2 separate regions of the Sus scrofa genome follow, and region 2 is linked to region 1. Evidence: chromatin contacts called from public Hi-C data. All regions are on one chromosome and are shown on one strand. The core of a region is the stretch at or near the end of the contact, and the rest is flanking DNA. Distances in the headings are between cores, read along the strand shown. Region 1 overlaps SPECC1 (cytospin-B). Region 2 holds the start of SPECC1 (cytospin-B).

Region 1 (7,534 bases), core at 1,826-4,325:
TAGTTAGTGCAAAACTAAAGGCAATTAAAAAACATGTGAAATACATGTTCCACTTTCATATCGACTTGACCTTGTATTCTGATGAAAACTGATATAAAAGTATACACTCTGAATACCATTACATTTTTAAAAATCTTTTAAGGAATCCTTAAGAATTATGAAATGGTAGAAATTACAAAATACTAACATGAACTCGGGGTGGCGGTAAGCTGAGCAGAAAAAAGAAAAAGAATAAAATCTGCCAGGAAAAATCCACTCCTTACTGATAAAAACAATGCAAATGAGCCAGAAAATTATTTTTAGCAAATCCACACCCTAATGGACCATCTGAAATCCCTGGTGCTTCATATTCTTTCCTAGAATAGTTAATTACTGCTCAGAACATCCCCCATAAACAGTGGGCCCTGATTTCGCCTCCTTGGCCCAGGCCGTGCAAAGGCCAGGGGCACGCCTGTTTTCTGCAGCTCACGTGCCTTTACCAGGACACCCAGCATATTCCGAAAGCAAAAGAACGATTGTGATGCGTCCAGAATCTAACTCTCTCTTACACAGGAACACAAGGAGAGTTTCTGCACGGTTACACGCTGAATTTCCCAGAGATGCAGGTAACAGGTGAATCAAGGGGCGACAGCACTTTGCATTGTTGAGAAGCTCACCGAGTCCCAGCAGGACAGAAGGTCACCAGCTGGGACACTGCCCCAGGATGTAATAGGACAGACTTCCCTTTGTGAAGGTGGAAGAGTCTAGAAAATCACCACATCTGTATGGAAAGTTGTGGCACTTCATCAAAGGGGAGCCATCTGGGAGTTCCCGTCGTGGTGCAGTCGTTAACGAATCCGACTGGGAACCATGAGGTTGCGGGTTCGGTCCCTGTCCTTGCTCAGTGGGTTAACGATCCGGCGTTGCCGTGAGCTGTGGTGTGGGTTGCAGACGCGGCTCAGATCCCGCGTTGCTGTGGCTCCGGTGTAGACTGGTGGCTACAGCTCCGATTGGACCCCTAGCCTGGGAACCTCCATGTGCCGCGGGAGCGGCCCAAGAAATGGCAAAAAGACAAAAAAAAGGGGGGGGGGGAGCCATCTGAGGAATCCAGATAAATATGCACCTATGAAACTGTTACTGGAAGAAAGAGGAAATTTTAGAAAATCTCTAATTTGCATCCTCATTGAAATTCAAGAACAACAACAACAACAACAAAGACAAAAGACAAAAAAAGACAAAAAAAAAAAAAAAAAGAAATTCAAGGACCTGGAGTTCCCATCGTGGCTCAGTGGTTAACGAACCGGAATGGTATCCACGAGGATGCAGGTTCCATCCCCGGCCTCACTCAGTGGCTTAAGGATCCGGCGCGGCCATGAACTGTGGTGTAGGTCACAGACGCGGCTCGGATCCAACGTTGCTGTAGCTGTGGTGTAGGCCGGCAGCTGTAGCTCTGATTCAACCCCTAGCCTGGGAACCTCCATATACCGTGGGTGCAGCCCTAAAAAGACAAAAAAAAAAAAAAAAAAAAAAAAAAAACTTAAAAAAAATTCAAGGAGCTTTTGCAGCTATGAGGCTAGAGCCAGAAGTCGTAAAGAAGCAGCAATTTGAGATGAGAGGAGTTAGACTAAAGATTAAAGACACATCATTGAAGTACAGAAAGCATATTAGATGATAAACTTTCAAAAATCAGAGGAGCTATGAAAGTAATCAAAAGAATGAAAAAAAAATACGTGTTGTGGAAGACATACTCAGGAGACCAAATATACACATACGTGAATTTCCCGAAGGCGACTCCAGGGTGAAAAGAAAAGCAATAATTAAAGTAATAAGGGAACGCCTTGAGGCCCTGTAATAACGCCACCACCCAATGCTAATAACTCTGGGCAAAAAAGGATGAGAAGAACTGAACACACACAACTGCATCTCAAGCCAAATTTCTGCATCTGATTTAATGGGGAAGCACCGAAAGCAATCACAGTGAAATGAGAATGAGGACACCGCAACTCACACACTCCGGCAGGAATCGGAAAGAAAAGGCAGCTGTGGGGACGGAGGGGACAAAAGGCATTGTTAGCAGCGGCTGATATAATCCTTCCCTCGGGGAGACACGTGAGAACCAACTGCAAACCGCTAGTACCAGTGAGGGAAGGAGTCGGTTACAAACCCAGTATTCTTAAACACCTCATTAAAAAAATACAGTGAGTGCTGGCTTCAGCCGCACATGTTCTAAAATTGGAAGGACAGAGAGATTAAGGGAGGGTGACATGCAAGTTCGGAAGAATTCCAAATTTACAAAAGGGGAAAGAAAGAGAATACAATGACTAAGGCATCCCATCCGCAAAGCAATAAAGATATAAGCCTGGGCATAAACTCAGCGAATGGAAGGAGGCGGACTGGGGGGAGGAGAGGACGGAGGAGGGAGGGAAAATAAGCGGACTTCAGGGAAAGGCCCAGAACTGGCGAGGCAGCCACTCTTCTGGTTGGGAAGACTCTGGAAAATCGTCCCTATTCCTGGGGGGGACGCCCCAGGGAAGCGCCAGGCCCCGACGACCTCGCGCCGCTGGGTCCCGCAGGGCCAGGAAACACCAGGTACCTCTCACCGTCCAGGACCTTGTAGTCCACGTGCCAAGTTCAAGACCCCCTCACCCCGGGGTCTCCCCCGACACCGCCTGAAGTTAAAGCCCGTTCCCGGTCTGTGGATGACGGCGGGAGAAAGAGAATGTGCTTACGTGGGGTGGAACATCACCCTGCCTAAAAGAGCCCCTTTCTCAGCACCTTTCCCGGCCTCCGAGGCGGTCTGCCCCCCCATCCTTCCAAAGCGAGCTGAGGCCGACTCACTCCGCGGCTCAGTCGCCCCCCGCCCCCGCCCATGCCCCTCCCCCACGGCTGCTCCCCCTCCTCCCGCAGCCGCAGCTTCTTCCACGTCTGCGCCGACGCGGGGATCTTCGTCCTGCTCGCTCCGTCCCCCTGTTGCCTGGGACAGTACTGGGCACACAGCAGGACGCAAAACCGTGCGCGCGCCGGGACCGCACGCGGGGAGGGTCGCGGGTCGGGGCCGGGCTCCCGGCGCAGCGCTCCGGCCGAGGCTGCCATCTAGCGGCGGGACCCCTCTGCAGCTTTGGGGGCCGAGAGGACAGCTGCCTAGCACGAGGGCCAGGCCCTTGGGCCAAGACGAGGTACCACCCCCCGGCACCACGGCGAGCCAAGGAAGAAGGTGCCTGGGCTGCGCTCAGATGCTCTCATACTGCCTGAAAAACCCGTTAAGAGGAGCGATGCTCCGTGTGCAAGGGCGGCGGGCATGGCTGGACCGGGGCACGTGGTCAGCCCTCTCTGGCACGTCCTGATGTGGATGAGACACCGCGACCTCCCGGAGGCTGGGCTGAGGGTGTGAGGCCAGCACCAAAGGGAGAGCGGGACACGCGGTAGGGCTGACCACGTGCCCCGGTCCAGACCCTGCTGCCCCTGCGCTCCCGTTACTGCAGACGGTGGCAGGGTCCCCGGGGGTGCTCGGCCAGGACACCTGACCTGGAATGGGCCAGCCCCCTTCAGGCGCTTCTCCCCACCCGTATCAGACGGCGGGTAGCACCACACGCGAGCGTCAGCAGCCACGCAATGGGTCTTACCTAGAGGGGAGCATCGCCCTGTTACCAGGTTTGAGGGCTCCTCCGTGAGGACAGATGGATGCCCCGGAAAAGTGCCCTACAGGCCGATCGCAGGTTTAACTATGGGGCGTTTAGAACCACTGACTTATTCCTCTGTATGGCAACTGCGTGACGAGATCCCTTCCCAAGTGAATACACTGGAAAGAAAACAGATTGCACCACACCATGCATTACAGAAAAATGTGTCCCAAAGCCGAAAGATCAAGAACTAAGACTCGAAGGCCACAGAAAGAATTCCGTCCTCTAAGAGTCTACGTATAATGTATAATGACCTCTTTTCTTTACAGGAAATCAAGGCCATGCTGCTAGCATTTTCCTTATTTTCTTTAGTTTTATTTTTTTCTTTATAGCTGAGTCTATAGAGAAAGGCCGTGAGTCCAGGGAGCGCCCAGTGGGGGCGCTGTTTCTAACACACGGTATCACCTCCCTCTTTGTCTCAGCGGTACTGAGATTTAAAAACCGCCTTTGTGACTAGTCCCAGCGCCCTCATTCCCTGGGTTTCGTGCATGTAAAACAGAGACAGAATGTGACCTGATACCACATGACCACCTGGCCCCACTGCACAACTGCAGCATCGCCACTCCGGCCGCTGCTCCGAATGGTGGGCTCATCAGCCCACGGACGGGTCCGAATTTACAACAAACGCAGTTTGAGGATACGTGACAATGTGTAAAAGTGCCAGCAGTCCAAAAGCCGATACGAAAAATGTTGAGGACCACTCGTATTTAAAAATAAAAGTACCAGGAGTCCCCGTTGTGGCGCAGCAGAAACACATCCAACTAGTATCCATGAGGATGCAGGTTCGATCCCTGACCTCGCTCAGGCAGTTAAGGATCTGGCGTTGCCGTGAGCTGTGGAGTAGGTTGAAGACACAGCTTGGATCCCACGTTGCTGTGGCTGTGGCGTAGGCCGGCAGCTGCAGCTCTGATTCAACCTCCAGCCTGGGAACCTCCATATGCTGCAGGTACAGCCCTAAAAATTAAAAAAAAATAATAAAAATAAATGAAAGCTCCAGAGCCAGTTGTAATTTTCTAATTCAACTCAATTAAGTCAAAGGATATCATTTCATTATAATCAAGTAGACAGCGAACTGAATTTGAATGATAACCTTAGGAATAAAACTGCACCTCACTGAATGGATAAAGAAGATGTACATACATACAATGGAATACTATTCAGCCCTAAAAAGAACAAAGTAATGCCATTTGCAGCAACATGGATGGACCTAGAGATGATCATACTACGTGAATTAGGTCAGACAGAGAAAGACAAATACTGTATTATATCCCTTGTATGTGGACTATAAAATATGGCACCAAAGAACTCAACAGAAACAGACTCATAGCCTAGAGAAGAAAGAGCCTTGTGCTTGCCAAGGGGCAGGGGGTGGGAGTTTGGGGTTTAGCAGATGCGAACTGTTATGCAGAGGATGGATAAACAAGGTCCTACCGGAGAGCTTTGGGAGCCACGGTCAACAGCCCGTGATACAGCGTAATGGAAGGAACATGTGTGTGTGTGTGACGGAATCATTTTGCTACACAGCGGAAACGAACACAGCAGTGTAAACCAGCGATACTTCCACCTAAAAAACTGCTTTTTACATTCCAGGAGCCCGTCGCGGTTCCTAAAACGTTCACAGACCCTTGGGATAACCTCACTGTGCTGCAGATTTGTGGTCGTTTCCTCACTGTGACAGGTAAGGAAGCTAAAGCCTGTGGGGTGTGGGAACCAGTAGAACCAACGTCTTTCTCTGGGATGCTGGACAAAGGCAGCGCATGCTATGATGGAGCCATTAAATAATCCAAAAACAAGTGGTTAAAAAACACTGCAGGAGTTCCCGTCATGGCTCAGTGGAAACGAATCTGACCAGTATCCACGAGGACGTAGGTTTGATCCCCGGCCTTGCTCAGTGGGTTAAGGATCCAGTGTTGCTGTGGCTGTGGTGTAGGCCAGCGGCTGCAGCTCTGATTTGACCCTGGGATATATGCCATGGGTGTGCCCCTGAAAAAAACAAACAAACAAAAAAAACAAAAAAAACAAAAAAAGAAAGAAAAGAAAGACTGCAAAAGGCAAGAAGAGGAAGGATTTGCCTAAAGCAAAAAAAAAAAAAAAAAAAAAAGGTTATGATTTGTATTTCTGTTTCTAATTTTTTAAAGCAGGGTACGCATGTGTTTTGAAAATTGTGAAACAGTATAGAAAGATCTAACATGAAAAGTCTCCTTCCTCCACTTTTAATTCTGGTAACTCTCCTCGTCCTTCCATGAAAAAAAAAAGTTATGATTTCAAAAATTAACATATATTTGAAAAAATTAAATAAGGTCAGACTCTATGCACCATGTTTTTTGGTTTTGGTCTTTTCTAGGGCCGCACTCACGGCTTATGGAGGTTCCCAGGCTAGGGGTCCAATCGGAGCTGTAGCTGCCAGCCTATGCCACAGCCTCAGCAACTTCTGGGATCCGAGCCGTGTCTGCGACCTACACCACAGCTCATGGCAACACCGGATCCTTAACCCATTGAGCAAGGGCAGGGATCGAACCTGCAACCTCATGGTTCCTAGTCGGATTCGTTAACCACTGAGCCACGACGGGAACTCCTATGTACCACGTTATTTTGCCCACTTAGTAATAATCTTTCCCTATTGGTACATACAAATCTACCGTGTCTGTTTTCATGGCTGCATACTATTCTGCTGTACTAAAATCTCACTGTGCAATCAGCCCTAGACTGTCACATACTAACGTATTTCCAGTATTTTGCTGTTACAATAATGCCACAACCGAACGGCTTGTCCATGTACACATCAGCATCCTTTTTCAGTAATGCTAAGTGCTAAGCAGTAGGAACCTTTGGGGAAAGATTATAGGAACGTCAAAGATAGATTTTCTATCACCTATACGTGGCATGCTGGCTCCCGCCCTTGGTAACACCGACAAGTATCACTCATTTTCATTTTACTAATGTGTCAGGGGAAATCGTGTGCCGTAATTATTGCTCTGATTTATATTTCCTTAGCTGTCACTGAGGCAGCATCTTTCTATTGACTATCTGTGTTCCTTTATGTGAACTACTCATTTCTCTTTTGGGCTATTTTTCTTTTTCTTATGGTTTATACCAACTCTTTGTAAATAAGCCCTTTGTGACGTGTTTCGCAAAAAAAAAAAAAAAAAATCCTCTTTTTACAAGGCAGTGTTTAATATCTCTGTGATTTTGCACCATTTCCTCTGTGGCTTCTGTGTTTGTTCCCACCCGGAAAGGCCCCTCCAAAGCTGAGATAACAAGCTGATTCTGTCTCTCTCTCTTTTTTTTAATGACTGCACCCGCAGCATATGCAAGTTCTGGGGAGTTCCCATCTTGGATCAGTGGTTAACAAACTCGACTCGCATCCATGAGAACGCGGGTTGGATCCCTGGTCTCGCTCAGTGGGTTAAGGATCCAGCGTTGCCATGAGCTGTGGTGTAGGCTGCAGACGCGGCTCGGATCCCGAGTTGCTGTGGCTGTGGTGTAGGCCAGCGGCTACAGCTCCGATTCGACCCCTAACCTGGGAACCTCCATATGCTGAGGGCATGGCCCTAAAGAGATAAAAAGACCAAAAAAACAAAGAAGTTGTTCTGGGGCCAGGGACTGAATCCAAGCCACAGCTGCAACCTAGACCACAGCTGTGGCAATTTCAGATCCTTTAACCCACTGCCCCGAGACAGGAATTGAACCTTCGCCTCCGCAGTGGCCTGAACCACTGCAGTCAGATGCTTAATCCACTGCACCTGGTTGGGAACTCCCACAGCTGATTATCTGGTATTTTCTCCGTACTTTCACGGTTTCACTTTTTACTATTTAAATCTTTAATCCACTTGGAAATGATTCTGATGAGAGAGGTGAGATAGGGACCCAGCTTA
Region 2 (7,534 bases), core at 1,333-3,832, 89 kb after region 1:
GACCTAGAAAATGATAATAATAACAGCCACAGCAATAAGATCGAATTTGAAGGGTTAGAGTATAAAACAGAGCTAAGGGCAAAGGAGAGGTGACAGGAATTGGCAGTCCTTGCCTTGATGAGGAGAAAGACTGAGTGAGCCCATAAATGATCGAATCTTTCCATTCAGAAGGCTGGCACTTGACTAAAAGAAACTCATATTGAGTAGAAAGAAAAGGAACAGAAATAAGTGCCATAGAAAAACTAAAATCAATAGAATTAAGCAATAAATCCAATGGTTCTTTGAAAAGACAAATAAAATCAGCAAGCAAGCATTAATCAAGCCTAACCAGTCAAAAAAGAAAAGGCACACACACACACACACACACACATGCACACACAAGTACAAACAAGGAAGAGAGAACACCAAAGATGTGGAGGTCGATTTTTCCTGCAACAGAATACTAGTTACAACATTACACTAACATATATTAAATTTCAGTAATGTTAATGATTTTCTAGGAATATATAAAGTGTGAGATTGACTTTAAAGAGATAGAAAACCTGAGAAAAGTCAACAATTGTGGGAAAAAAACAGACAGTTAATTACTGATACCTCCAAAAGCACCCCAAACCAAAACAAAACCACCAGCAGCCCAGTCTGTAGTCAGGTTCTGCCACACTTCAAGGAACAGATCATTCTTCTGTTCCAGAGCATAGAAAATGATGGCAGGTCTCCCCACTTCATCAGGGAGGGCAGCATAGCCTTGAATATGAGCTCAGGCAAAATGCGAGGAGGGTGGAACAAATAGAGGCCAAGCTCACTTATAAACACAGACGCCCAAATCCTACATAAAAAACGTTCGCTAATTGAATCTATCAAACAACCCAAATGTGCACTTTAAATTATCCTAGGATTTTAGAGTCAGAGAAGCTAGCAGTATAATCACCTCCGTTAACAAGATTAAGGAAAAAAACTACACGGTCCCGTCAACACGGTCCTTTAAAAACGCACTTGGGGGAGAGGGGCTCAACAAAATGGAAACGTAATCTGATAAAGAAGATACTTAGTGAGGATACACGGGAGCATCCCCCTAAAAGCAAGTCCAAGACTATTTAACCTTAATAATCAACACTGCCGGAGTTCCCGTCCTGGCGCAGTGGTTAACGAATCGGACTAGGAACCATGAGGTTGCGGGTTCGGTCCCTGCCCTTGCTCAGTGGGTTAACGATCCGGCCTTGCAGTGAGCTGTGGTGTAGGTTGCAGACGCGGCTCGGACCCCGCGTTGCTGTGGCTCTGGCGTAGGCTGGTGGCTACAGCTCCGATTCGACCCCTAGCCTGGGAACCTCCATATGCCGCGGGAGCGGCCCAAAGAAATAGCAAAGACAAAAACAAACAAACAAACAAAAAAAAAACACTGCCGATCGAAGATGAGAAAGTGCAAAGGTTAGAGCATCTGCTGTTTCTTAACAGAAGAGAAAACTGTCTACGGACAACAGACACACAAAACAACGGGAACCCTATTAAAACGTATAGAGCTCAATCTGGAGGCTTCAGATCTAGTTTTGGGCACCAAATTGCACTTGCTTATTTTGAGAGTTGATCCTGTGAAACTATTTTCTGTAAAGGAAGGCATCAGGATTGACAGGCTTTGCTCCCCCCTACCCCACCCCCCGGTTCCCCATCTTAAGTAAAACGACAGCTTGTTTGAAACTAGATAACAAAATTCTTCTGAAACCAAAATTCGCTCCCGAGGACTGAGTTGTGACGACTCAATGGCACTTTTATCTGCTGCCTGCAGCGACCGCAGTTGCTCAAGGATAAGCATGTCAAGCAGCCCGAAAAATTCTGCCGATAGAGGGCAAGGGAGAGCAGCTTCCCCGGAACGCGTTTTTCTAACCGTACACCGCTTATTATATAAACTTACCTGCTGGCAAATGCAGAGCGCACAAAAGAAAAATAAGATATGCAGGCTCCAACTTGCTTAAAAAAAAAAAAAAAAGGCATAAAAAACTCACTGTGCTCCCAGGATGCGCAGGGAGGAGGCGTCCCCGCGGCGTTCCTGACCGGCGGCGCATCCCGGGCCATCGGGCATCCAAACGGCGCCAGGGCTCCAGGTGCGCCGCGCAGCCCCCTCCCCCAGCGCAACGGCGCCCACGGCCCCGCAAAGCCCGGATCCCACCGGCCACGCGGGCCCCGCCACGCAGCACCCCGGACAGCTCCAGCGGGGCCGCCGGGACCTGGCCAGGGGTCCGCAGGTCCGGGCCCGGGGCCGCAGCACCGGCCGCCGTCTTGCGCGACGGACAACCTCGGCCCGGGAGGGAGGCCGGCCACCTGCCGCGCCACCTGCGACACGGGTCCCGCCGCCCGGACTGGGCGGGCAGGACGCCGCCCCTGTGAGGGGCAGCCCGGCGCCCCGCACCCGGACCCCGCGTCCGGAACCTGGATCCGCACCCCGGACCTGGACCCGCACCCTGCAAAGACGACACGGCCGAGGCGCGAGAACCCCGCAGCTGGCGCGGCCCCTACTCACCGGCCCGCTCGGCTCCGCAGCCCGCAGCCCGCAGCCGCCGCGGCTCCCGCGCTCCCTCGCGGACTCCCCGAGGGGCTCCGGACGCCGAGCGCCGCCCCGAGGCGCCTGCAGGGGGCGCGCGCGCGCGCCGCGCGGGGCAGCCTGGGAGATGTGGTCCCGCGGTTCTGCGTCGCCAGCCGCCCACGGGTACCTGCGCAGCTCCGCGTGATACCCGGACCGCAGAGCTCGGTACCCGGGCGGCCCAGCATGGTACCCGACCAGCAGCTTCAGCGCCGCCTGGGGACCTGGTGGGAACGCAAACGCTCCCTCCCACCGAAGCTACGCAGGGTTTGCTGTATTGAGAACTGCATTTTGCACGCCCTTCCCGTGCGTCTGAGGTTCCCTCAAGTTTGAGAACCGCTGTACACCTCCCCCCATCTCAGCTGTGGCATCGGTTACACGCACATGGTCACACACCTGTCTTCTCCCGGGTGCGCTGCCGGCCCACACCTCCTCCCTCGCTCCAGCCCTCATGGCTCAGTGTCCACCCAGCATCTCCTCTAGGATGCCTCTGAGACACTCAGCCTCAACAGGATCAACACCAAACTCGGGATCCTCTCTGCCCTCCTCTGGTTCTGCTCCAGTGCGCCCGGTGTCCACTGCATGTATCACCCGGGAAGTCACTTAAGACCTTGGTGGGAGCTTGCAGGGTCGGCAGGACAGACTCATCCTTGGCCGAGGGAAGGAGGATGGGACGGAGGGAGGAAGGGCACAGGGAGGTACCAACCCCTCAGGACGTGAGGGGAGGGGAAGGACAGGTGCTGGTTACCGGGCTCCCTGGCAGCTGCTGAGGGAGGGTTGTTTAAAGACGCTTAAGTACTTATGAAAAGAACCCAGTTGAGAAGGCGGGGCAGACTACACAGGAGAGAAAAAGGCATCTCACACCCGGTGACTCCTGAAAAGCTGTATATGTGGGAGGGGGCAGGGGAAACCCCAGGCACACGTGGAGGGATGAGGCGGAACTAGAGGTTCCTGGGGGCCACTTGCCCCACCCCCACCCAGGAGGACTTGGCCGTGTCTGGACACAATGCGGTCGTCACACTTGGGGTGCCACCGCCATCTAGTGGGTGGAGGCCAGAGGTGCAATCACGGGCCGGGGCCCCCAACAAAGAAGCATCCCGCAGACTGGAGGTTTTGATGGAGTCAGAGATTCACTTATCTTATTGGAATAATTGAAAAGCCAAGCTGGAGAGGAGCTTGCGGTTAGAGAAGAGGATGGTCAGGTGAGGATGTGGGATGGACGTGGGGGGAGCAGAGGCAGGGTCACTGAGTGCCTTTATATCCATTGTGCAGACGGTGGGGGAGGAGTGGAGAGAATGAGACACCAAGGCCATGCCCCTGGACGTGGAAACCCGCTACACACACAGCCGGGCCCTTAGCCGCTCTGAGTGAACGTGACCAGTGAGTGAGAGAGCAGAGAGAGACCGGGGAAGCGCAGATACAAGCGCAGGGCAGGCGTGGGCTGGCCCCTTAGCGAAGAGCCGACCCAGGTGGCCTCAGGGGTGCCCAGGGGGGTCCGTGCTCCCATGGAGGCAGAAGTGGAGAAGTGGAGCGAGTCAGAGTGTATGAGGATAAAGAGGGATCTGCAGGTGGTGGAACAGACGTTCCAGAGGATTCTAGGTCGACGCGGGCTGGGTTTGGGAGGTGGGTTTGCAGAGGGGAGGAGGGGAGAGAAGGGCGCTAGATCCAGAGCCAGAAATAGGGGGTTGGGGACACGGGGGAAGGCTCGGGTCTTGGAAGGTCACTGATGGAAACAGGGATGGAAAAAAGAAGACAGAGCCTCAGGACCAGAGAATTCACCGCCTTCGGCAGGTGGGCTGAGAAGACATCCGGCCTGGCCTCTGATCACGCCCTGCGGCAGCAGAGAGCCTAACCCTGAAAAGCTTGCCTTGGCTACAGTAAATTCCTAACAAAAAAATCTAATTCATGCCTGGAATATACTTTTTTAAATTGGGGCTTGATCCTGTTTGCTAATACTTTTCAGATTTTTTACTTCCGTATCTAAAAATGAGACTGGACTCTAATTTTCTTTCTGATGTCTAATATTGTTTGGTTTTCAGAATCAAGGTTATGCTCACCTCCTAAAACACTTGGAAGCTTTGTTCTTGGCTTTTACTCTGGAACAACTGGAATAGCATTACATCTTTCTGTTCTCTGCGGTTTGATCACTGTTCAGGTCCAAACGTGTGGGCCCCATGCTTTCCTCGGGGAGAACAATTCTTCGATAACTTCATTTCTTCTGTGGTAATTTCACAATTTAGAAATTGAAAACCCTTGTAGAAGTAATTTTGATCAACTCAAAACAAATTATCCAGTTCACGAGCATTTCCATGAAGCGGAGCAAGGCAGTCTCTTGGGAACTTTTTTTTTTTTTTTTTTTTTTTTTTGTCTTTTTTTGTTGTTGTTGTTGTTATTTCTTGGGCCGCTCCCGCGGCATATGGAGGTTCCCAGGCTAGGGGTCGAATCGGAGCTGTAGCCACCGGCCTACGCCAGAGCCACAGCAACTCGGGATCCGAGCCGCGTCTGCAACCTACACCACAGCTCAGGGCAATGCCGGATCGTTAACCCACTGAGCAAGGGCAGGGATCGAACCCGCAACCTCATGGTTCCTAGTCGGATTCGTTAACCACTGCGCCACGACGGGAACTCCTCTTGGGAACTTTTTAATTTTCCTCTGATTTCTCATTTTGTATATATATACACCGTGTGCGCGCGTGTGTGTGTGTGTGTGTGTGTGTGTGTGTGTGTGTGTGTGTGTGTATACACCTTTTTTTGTCTTTTGTCTTTTGAGGGCTGCACCCATAGCATAGGGAGGTTCTCAGGCTAGGGGTCCAATCAGAGCTGTAGACCCCGGCCTACACCACAGCCACAGCAACGGGGGATCTGAACCACGTCTGTGACCTACACCACAGCTCACGACAATACCGGATCCTTAACCCACTGAGCAAGGCCAGAGATCAAACCCAAAACCTCATGGATCCTCGTCGGGTTCGTTAACCACTGAGCCACGATGGGAACTCCTCGTTTTGTATATTTTTGCTTTCTTGATTATGTTACAGTTTAAAATTATGTTTTTCTTTTCAAAGAACCAGCTCTTAGATTTATGTTTTAGTTCTGCCATTTTGGTTGCTATTGTTTCCTAATCATTGATTTCTGCTTTTATTTTTATTAGTTCCCTTTTCGGCTTTCTTTAGGGGTATTTCTGTTGCTCTCTTTCTAAGCTCTTGAATTAGATGCTTAAGTTTTCAGTTCTTTTAGTAAATGTGTTTCAGACTCAGCCTTTAGACGCAGATTTGCACTACTTTAGATATAACCCATACTTTCTGATGTGTGGTATCTCCATGATTGCAACTTTGTAAATGTTTTTAAGTTTTGGTTTTGACTTGACTTTGACCTAGCGTGTTTCAGTCGAAGTACAGGTGACTTGCAATATTATGTAAGTTTCATGTGTGCAACACAGTGATTTGATATTTTTTATATACAAATTCACCACCACCGATGCAAGGTTTTTTCGTTTGAAGAGAGTGTGAGAGTTTTTAAAATTCCAAGTGGTGGGGTCTTTTGTTTCTGATTTTGTTGTTAATGTTTAGTTTTATTTCATTTGCGATAGGGGATCAGAAGCCAGAGTTGCCTGCACTACTTTGTCCGTTTAAATATTTGAGGGTTTCCCTGTGGGCTCTATAGGGTCCATTTCTGTGCATGTTTTATGAGCACTCAAGGGGAAAGCATAGTATCTGTTCTCTCCTGCAGGTTTTTATGTGTATTAATGAGCTATAACGTCACATTGCGTTGCATAGGTCTCCCTTAGCCTTAGCTGTAGCTTGCCCTGATAGAATCTGAGAGAAGTACATTAAAATCCCTCACCACCGTGATGTTTCTTATTTCTCTGGAATCTCGCTTTACAAATGGTGACGCTATGCTATTTGTGCACAAATATCCCTCTTCTATTATTGAACATCTTAACCTTTGCCCTGACTTTGACCTTGTCTGCTGTTATGCGGCTCCTGATGAATTTTGTTTGCTTTAGCCCAGTTTATCCTTTTTTTTTTTTTGTCTTTTTAGGGCCACACCCACAGCATATGGAGGTTCCCAGGATAGGGGTTGAATTGCAGCTGTAGCCGCTGGCCTACGCCACAGCCACAGTCGCACTAGATCCGAGACGCATCTGCGACCTACATCACAGCTCATGGCAACGCCAGATCCTTAACCCACTGAGCAAGGCCAGGGATTGAACCTGCGTCCTCATGGATCCTAGTCAGATTCGTTTCCGCTGCTTGATGACAGAAACTCCGGAATACTCTATTTCTTCAGACTGTTTCTGGGGACTCCCTGCTCTGAACAATGAAACCCCGTGCTTTTTCTCTTTTTTCTTTACCCTTTCTCCTTCTCTGCTCTCAGTGGCAAACAATTTTAACTTTTCTGCTTGCTTTTTGCTTTAAATATTTAGATGCACCTCTATTACTTGATGTTTTAATCAAGTTTAAATGAGATATTTCCATCTCTAGCTATAGCAGATGAAGAAATTGTGATCTTGTGTGTGTGTGTGTGTGTGTGTGTGTGTGTGTGTTTAATTTTCAGGGCGGCACCTGCAGCATATGGAGGTTCCCAGGCTAGGGGTCCAATCAGAGCTACAGCTGCCAGCCTACACCTCAGCCACAGCAACTCAGATCCAAGCCACATCTTTGACGTACACCACAGCGCATGGCAACGCCAGATCTTTAACCCAAGGAGTGAGGCCAGGGATCCAACCTGCAACCTCCTGGTTCCTAGTTGGATTTGTTTCTGCTCTGAGATGACGGGAACTCCTGCTGCCTTTATTCTGAAAACAGTTTGGCTGGTAGAGTTCCCGCTGTGGCCCAGTGGGTGAAGGACCTGGTGCTGCTGCAGCTATGGTGTAGGTCACAGCTCCAGCACAGATTCAGTCCCTTGCCCGGGAACTTCCACATGCCACTGGTGCAGCCATAAAAGAAGACAAAGCAAAAT

Evidence for each region. A called contact is a pair of places that touch in the nucleus more often than the background predicts.
Region 2: a contact with region 1 is called in a Hi-C map of skeletal muscle, with 2.2 times the contacts expected there. The contact joins the promoter of SPECC1 here to the enhancer-like site in region 1. A contact is called at or near these places in 1 of 5 promoter capture datasets (fetal liver) and 15 of 47 Hi-C or Micro-C datasets (alveolar macrophages, blood, brain and 9 more).

The regions. Positions count from the first base shown.
Region 1 is chr12:59,613,671-59,621,204 of Sscrofa11.1, forward strand. The region is part of intron 3 of SPECC1 (cytospin-B); the gene reads right to left. Among named protein-coding and RNA genes, the nearest start is that of SPECC1, 88 kb to the right of the region's middle. Within about 2 kb of position 3,076, at least 29 of the 83 cell types and tissues checked have an H3K27ac peak or open chromatin away from gene starts, as enhancers often do. A contact at or near this core is called in brain, embryonic fibroblasts, omental adipose tissue and 1 more, where this site is marked.
Region 2 is chr12:59,703,020-59,710,553 of Sscrofa11.1, forward strand. SPECC1 (cytospin-B) reads right to left here and starts at 2,583. Exons shown (of 15, transcript XM_021066294.1): 1 at 2,513-2,583.